2 separate regions of the Rattus norvegicus genome follow, and region 1 is linked to region 2. The links are chromatin contacts, called in public Hi-C maps. All regions are on one chromosome and are shown on one strand. The core of a region is the stretch at or near the end of the contact, and the rest is flanking DNA. Distances in the headings are between cores, read along the strand shown. Region 1 overlaps Cdh1 (cadherin 1). Region 2 holds the start of Cdh1 (cadherin 1).

Evidence for each region. Hi-C and Micro-C count contacts between places; a contact is called where the count stands out from the background.
Region 1: a contact with region 2 is called in a Hi-C map of liver, with 2.1 times the contacts expected there. The contact joins the enhancer-like site here to the promoter of Cdh1 in region 2. A contact is called at or near these places in 4 of 12 Hi-C or Micro-C datasets (kidney, liver and mammary epithelial cells).

Annotation. Positions count from the first base shown.
Region 1 is chr19:51,440,727-51,444,713 of GRCr8, forward strand. The region is part of intron 2 of Cdh1 (cadherin 1); the gene reads left to right. Among named protein-coding and RNA genes, the nearest start is that of Tango6, 37 kb to the right of the region's middle. Within about 2 kb of position 1,670, at least 6 of the 93 cell types and tissues checked have an H3K27ac peak or open chromatin away from gene starts, as enhancers often do. A contact at or near this core is called in liver, where this site is marked.
Region 2 is chr19:51,399,886-51,403,716 of GRCr8, forward strand. Cdh1 (cadherin 1) reads left to right here and starts at 2,293. Exons shown (of 16, transcript NM_031334.1): 1 at 2,293-2,466; 2 at 3,218-3,344. The coding sequence starts at 2,419.

The DNA of each region.
Region 1 (3,987 bases), core at 420-2,919, 40 kb after region 2:
TGTCAGAAGAGGGCATGTGGTCCTTCAGAGTTGTAGTTACAGGTGGTTGTGAGCTGCAATAGGGTTCTGTGAAGAGCAATAAGCACTCTTAACTACTGAGCCATCTCTTCAGTACCTACAGGTTTTTCCTTTGTTTGTTATAGGCAAATTCAGAAAAAGAAGGGTGTGTGTGTGGGTGTGTGTATTGATTCACTTATCACATATCACACCCATTTCAAATGTGAACCAAATGCCTTTGGTATATGCACAGAATTTGCAACCATCCCCCATCAACGTTGGAGCATTTTCGGGGCCTGGAGAGGCAGCTCAGCAGTTGAGAGCATTTGCTGTTCTTGCAGAGGAACCGAGTTCTGTTCCCAGCACCCACATGGTGGTTCACTACAATCTATAGCCCCAGTTCTAAGGGGTCTGATGCCTTTCTGTGACCTCTGTATCACTAAGCGTCCATTTGGTACACAGACATACATGAGGCTAAAACATTCACACATAGAGCAAAACGAATAAATACAAAATGAATAAATAAATGAATAAATATTAAGAAATCTGCCCCTTGCCACCTGCCTTCTTCAAGCCCTGTCTTTTTGGTCTGGGATATTTGAGTACGACAAACGGAATGGCACGGGGCCTGTGTGGTCTTTTGTATGTGTGACAGATCATCCATGAAGCAGAAGGCACCTCTGTTTCTTTCCGTTGCTAGACAATACTCTGGTGATAGGATATTTCACTCACCGACCGTCATTCAGCATCTGCTGTGTCGGCTCTGGCGTGTGAGATATGCTACAGTTCCACCTGGTAACACTCCCTCCCCCACACATCCAGAAGGCATTGCTGTTGACATTCAAAACTAAGCCAAATCCCAATCCGGGGTGCAAAATTGACACCTGACAGAGTGTACAAAGAAGCGATGTGTGTCTGTTCTCCTGTCACCTTAGAACCCAGCTGTCTGGGTTAGTAAATGGAAGGACTGTGTTCTCACTTTCCATTACCACAAGGGAGTGAAGGAAATCCCCAGAACCCACAAGGTCAGGCTGTGCAGAAGGACTGTATGGGAGTAAAGAAGGTGGGCCTTTGGGTCTTCTACAGTCGGCCAGTTTGAGCCTTACTCTGCCATTCATGCTGTGTGACCTTGGAAGAGGCCTTTAACATCTCTGAGCCTTTGCTGAGTCATGTTTCCCCCAGGGTGGTTTGTAAAATGCACCTTGTGCCTGAGGCAATGACTTTTTTTTTTTTTTTTGCTTATATTGGATTCTACAGGCACTTGGGGGAAGATTTAAGATCTACCAACTCCTTTCCCATCTCTGTATTAAGTTAGTTGGAGGCCCGGGCAGTTTTCAAAGCACACCAGGACAGTATGCACACTGTACATTAGATCCCAGAGCGAGATTATAGACATTTTGGTCAACATGCTTTAGTTCCCGAGTGGGACTGAGGCCTTAGAGCTGTTATGGCTACATTAAGAACTAGGGCTAGGATGGTCCGCACACCGGCACTCAGGACTGCCTGCCTCTTGTGGGAAGAGGTTTAGGGTGGAGGACTCAGCTGTGTGGAATTTAGAACAAGACCCTCCCTGGGCTCTTCTCCCTGGGGGAAATCCACAGAAAGGGAAAGTAGAGAGGCAGCCTCCTCTTCCTAATCAATAAGCAAACAAGTCATGGAGCCACAGGAATGCTCCCTGGGCTGCAGCCAGTGGCAGTGCCAGTTAGCACCCCTGTGTTTAGGCAGTAGGGTGCAGTGGTATTGTCTGCTTGCAGCTAAAAGCCAGGACACCACAGCTCTGACTTGGCACGAAAGCCAAAGGTTTTTTTGTTTTTTTGTCTGCTGGTGTCAGCTTGGCCAGAAGAAAGGCTATCAGATCCCCAGAAACTGGAGTTACAGGCAGATGTGAGGTACCTGACGTGTGTGCTGGGATTTCTACATCTCTGGAAGAGTAACAAGTGCTTTTAACCACTGAACCATCTCTTCTGGCCCATTTTTGTCCCCATAACCCTATTACAGCAGGTAGGGACAAAGTCCCCATCTTCTTGCACCAGATTTCAACCCCTCTTAAAGTAATTGCATCCTCACCAGAGAGTGTCTGTAGGAACATTGAAACCTGGCTCTTGACCAGCAAAGCCACCCCAGGCCCCGAGCTGACCTAATGGAGCCCCATGGAGCATTACTGAGATCAAGCCTCAGGAGGTTTCATCTGCAGATGCTGGACTGTCCAAGAGAGGCCTGGGGAGGAAAATGACTTCAAGCTAGTGTTTCTTTTCCTTGGTCCTGACATGAAGGACAAGGAGATGGGAGAGATCTTGGCTCTCAACTGAAGGAGCAGGAGCCACTGCTGGTCACAAGCCCATGTAGACCTACAGGCACTGTTTCTTCAGTTCTGGCCCAGTGACCACATCTGCTGTGTTCTCACCTGGCTCTTCTGTGTTGAATCAGGGATCCAGGCCATGACAAGCACGAGGCGCTTGGATGGGTCTTAGAACTGCCCTTTGCACCACCCTGTGCCTCACTCTGGCTTGAGCATGTAGCCAGAAGTCCAGCCTTCCTGCTTGATTAAATCAGCCTCCCCCACCCCAGCCTACCTCAGTCCTTGGAACCCCATTACCTTCTCTGGATATACATACATACATACATACATACATACATACATACATACATATATACATATACATATACATATACATATACATATATATATATATATATATATATATATATATATATATATATATGTGTGTGTGTGTGTGTGGTTGTTATCCCTGCTGCCCCGGATCACAAATCTTGGGAGGGCAAAGAACCTGTTTTTCAAACACAGCTTCCAATGAAGCAGAGAGTAAGTCAGAGCTTTACATTTTGTTGACGTTCTGAGCATGGTGATACCGGCCTGTAATTTCAGCTACTCAGGAAGCCGAGAGGCAGGAGGATTACAGGTTAAAGGCACCCTGTCTGTTCAAGACCAGCCCGGACAACTTAGCAAGAGCCTGTTTTCAAAATAAAAATGAAAAAAAGGACCAGGGATGTAGTTCAAAGCCTGGGGATGTGGTTGCCTGTCGTGTGGGTTGATCTTGATACCTCCCAAAAAGGAAAGAAGAAGAAGAAAAAAAAAAAACCCACCTATTTTTGAGAAAGAATCCTTGAGGGAGGTGAGCACACCTGACTTTTTGCAAATGGAGAAACTGCCACTTGGCAGAGGTGAGCAATGGCCGAAGAAAGAAGCAGAGCTGGGACCTGAACCCTTGAGTGTGCTTAACCACATTCAACAAAATGTAGAATGCTAACGTGTCTCCTGTGTGAGGCTGACTGTGATTGGCTCTCAGCAGAGTTACCATGGAGCTGGAAACACATTAGCCCCATAGAACCTGAACTGGTGATCACTGCCCTGGTGTCCACAGTCAGCATTAATGACCTTAGAACATCTGGGGACAGGCCTGGTGATGATGGATTGCCCTGTATCCTGTTTACTCCCAGAAATCAGGATTTAATGAGCCTGAGAGAGTTCTCCCTGGTCTGTGACTTTGTGGGCTCTCCTCACTACACCCTGCTGGCTGTTTCTCCGAGATTCAGCCGTGCCTTCCTTGGAGATGTTTTTTGTTGTTTTTGAGACATAAGGTGGAAGGTTTTTTTGTTGTTTTCTTTTGGTTCTTCAAGACAGGGTGTGTAAGTAACTCTGGCTGTTCTGGAACTCTCTGCAGGTGTGTGTATAGATGGATATTATGTATGTATGTATGCATGTATGTATGTATGTATGTATGTATGTATCTATCTATCTATCTATCTATCTATCTATCTATCTATCTATTCATCTATCTATTCATCTTATCTATCTGACTAACTAACTGTATCTCCATCTGCTGGCTTTGAACCAGTGACCTGCCTGCCTCTGCCTCCCAAGTGCTGGGATTAAAGATGTGCTTTGTAGAAGGTTCTTGAGCCTGGTTTAGACTTCCTCCTTTGTTCAAACCTCTTCTGAGTATCCGTGTGGTTCTGAGGCCCTTGTCT
Region 2 (3,831 bases), core at 1,043-3,542:
GGAGCCAAGAAGCAGAAATCCAAAAGGCTGCTCTGTGTGTGCTTGGAAAGCCATTGAAATGGAGGGGTCAGCCTGCAGGGAGAGCTGGTGGAATCAGTGGGGGTTGTGTGGGTTAGAGACAGCACCTCTGTGGATGAGGCTGTGCTCTCTGTGGACTCAGGTTCACCGTTAGCACGGTGGGAAATACTCATGGTCAGATTGGGCTGGACCTTTCAAAGGCACAACCTCCACACTTCAGTCATTGCTTCGGCGTTAGCACAGATGAGGACTTGCCCAAGGTTGCACAGCTAGTGACTGGCAAGAATATTATTTTGTAGTTTTGGGTTGCTTGTTGAGATTCACGGGGCTCAAATCCAGTACATAGCTGAGAAGGATGGCTTTGAAGTTATGATCTTCCTGCCCATGTGTAACCCCTATGTGCCTATTACACAGAGGCACCACCATGACTGGTTTATACAGTGCTGAGGATGGTACCCAGGGCCTCATGCATGCACTTGACAAACTGAGCCACATCCCCAATCTCTGTTTTGCCAAGGCTAGGCCAACAGGAGTGAGAGGTGCCTTTGTTTTCATGTAGCCAAGCAACACAGACACGGCAGGCCATAGGCAGACAGGGAAACTGATCTAACGTTTGTCTATTTTCTTTTTGATCCTAAAATTATGTACCGGGGACAGGATTCTCTGATGAAGGTGCTGATGGCTGTGCTATGGCTATGGCATTAAAAGTCTCTGTCTCTGGGGCAGGAGAGCTTGAGTTCTGGTCTTTGCTTTAGCATTGACTTGCTACATGATATCAAGTTGAAGGTAAATAACAGATTTGAGAGACTACTAAAGCATCTCTTCCAGCTCAGCATGAAAAACAAAACAAAACTGACTGGAGAGGGCTGGAGAGATGACTCTGTTTGAGAGCACTGGCTGCCCTTCTAAAGGAACCAGGTTCAAATCCTAGAACCCACATGATAGCTTATAGCTGTCTGTAATTCCAGTTCTAGGAGATCTGATACCCTCACATAGACATACATGGAGGGGGGGAACACCAATGTAAATAAAACTTTAAAAATAAAAAATGTAAAATAAAAATAACGAAACAAAAAACCTGACGGGCGTGGTGGTACATATCATACTCCCGACATTTAGGATGCTGATGCGAGAGGATCCTAAGGTTAAAGCCAGTCTGGGCTGCTTAGGAAGAACTTGTCTCAGAAAACAAATACACACAAAGTCGTAGTGGCACATGCCTTTAATGTTAGTTAGCTCTTGGGAGGTAGCAGTAGTTGGAGCTCTGCGAGTTCGAGGCCAGACTGGTCTACATAGTGAGTTCTGAGAGAGACCTCAAACAAACAAACAAACAAACAAACAATAACCAGACAAACAAGGGGCCAGGGAGGTGGCTTGGGAGTTAAGATGACTTGCTCTTCTTCCAGGGGTTCAGAGTTCAGTTCCCACGCTGAGCACTGAAATTGCCTGTAATTCCTATTCCAGGGGATGCTAATCCATTGGCTTCCTCCCTGGCTCACTAACCTCCTGAGAACTGAAGTTAAGAGAACAGATTTTAGTGGAGCTACCGGGTAGTGGGTCCCTGTAGCTCCATCCCAGAAGTGAGGAGACTGAGACAATAGTGAGTTCAAAGCCACACTGGACTACATAGCAAGACTGTATCTCAAAAGGGAGGGGGACAGGTGTTAGAAAATTAGATGATTAGTCTGGTCTGGTGCCCCAAATCCTAGCATTTGAGAGGCTGAAACAAGAGGATGGCTGAGGCTACTTGGGCTGGAAAACAAACAAAAAAGGCTACCAAAGAAAACCGCCGGAGAGATAGCTCAGTCAGTAAAGGCGAAAACGGCATCTGTGGCACAAGCGTTTGCGAGTATATGCCTCCCCTCGCGCGACACACACACACACACACACACACACACACACACACACACACACACACACGTTAAAATGTCATTTAAAATCCTTAAGACAATGTAAATCAAACCAAACAAACTCATCTAACCAAACAAAATAAATACAAACAAAACAGAAACCTAGATGAAGAGTAAAGTCTTTTGTAACTGCAAGTCTCAGTGGGCCAGAGCACAGCTAGGCTAGGATTCGAGCGACCGAGGAATAAGGAAGCAAGGAAGTCTCCTAAGCCCGGCCCATGTCACCAATTTACAGACGGGTGGAGGAAGTTGAGGGCAGTGCGGGCTCCTTGGTTGCCACCTGCAGGTGCGTCCCCAGCCAATCAGCGGCGCCGGGGGCGGTGCCTGCGGGCTCACCTGGCGGCCGCAGCCTCTGCTTGGCTCACTGGTGTGGGAGCCGCGGCGCACTACTGAGTTCTCAAGAACTTCTGCTAGACTTCAGCCCGGCCTAACCCGGCCCTGCCCGACCGCACCCGAGCTCAGTGTTTGCTCGGCGTTTGCCCGGCCAGCCATGGGAGCCCGGTGCCGCAGCTTCTCCGCGCTCCTGCTCCTGCTGCAGGTATGTGGAGGGTCCCACGACCCGCTTCGCTTTTTCGCTTTTTTTTTTTTTTTTTTTTTGCCTTCTGTGGTTCCACTTCCCTTCTTCCAAGAAAGTTGGGCTCCAGAGGGCCAGATCGCCCTGGAGGCTACGCTGTGCAGGGAGGGAGGTCCAGGAGAGCGCAGAGGGGCCGCCTCTCGCTTAGGTTCCCAGGTGGGGGCGCGCCACGCTGCCGTCTCCCGGGACCCCGAGTTGAGCAGGGTCCCTGTTTGAGACGGACGGAGGAGGCGTGTATTAGGATGGGGGCCTGCCTGTAGAAGGTGGGGGACAGAAGGAGCGCGGACGACCCGAGATAAGGAAAGGGATTTTAGTACCACAAAAAGCACCTGCCATGTGAGGGAGGGACCGTAGATTGGAGATGGGCTCTCTAAGGTAAGAGGGAAGTCCGAGGCGTTGGTTGAGACCGTTCGCGGTCTAAGAAAGTGGTGTCCGGAAAGAGTAAAGGCGTCTCCAGTGAGATGCAAATGGAGCTAGGAGAGAAAGGTAGACCCGGTTGCCAGGTGGTGGCCCCAGATGCCCCCTCCCCCAAAGGCTCTTGGAGCTGAGCTTGGAGGCTGGTTTCGGGTTGAGAGGGTTGCGTCCCGGTCTGCCCCGAGGGGGTCCTCCCACAAATCCCGACCGCCCAGGCGAGGGAAGGGTTACTCTTGGTTTCGGTGTGGGCTGTTGGGAACCCCCTCAAGTCACCAGTTTGTCTACCTTCTCGCCACCCCAGGTCTCCTCGTGGCTTTGTCAGCAGCCGGAGTCGGAGTCTGACTCCTGCCGTCCCGGCTTCAGTTCCGAGGTCTACACCTTCCTGGTGCCGGAGAGGCACCTGGAGAGAGGCCACATCCTGGGCAGAGGTAAGGGAACTCCACTGCGTTAATCGGCCGAGTGGGGTCGGATAGGGAAGGCGCCAAGAAATTGTGCTACTTTGTCGGTAGGATGGAATGGGCAGAACTCTCCCTTGGGATTTAGGCAGATTTGGGAGTCTATTTATTGATTGTGGTTGATCAAGGCAGATATGTCTGTCTCTGCTATTTATACAGGGCAGAAACGGGCCAAGGGTATTTAGAGGTCATCGGTATTTCTCCAACCGATTACTGGAGCCAGTCTGTCATTCCAGACCGCCAAACCTGCTGGGTAGGGCCAGTTGAACTGTATATCCATTTAATGATGAGCAATTGGAGGCTCAAAGAGTGACTTCACGGGGTCAACAGGGCAGGCATTTGAACCGGGATTTGACTCCCACTATTTAGGTATGGCCACTGAGGAACTGACTCATAACTCATGAACATGACTTGTGGTTTTTGTTCATAAAGATAAAAATACTTGATACAGGTATTGCTT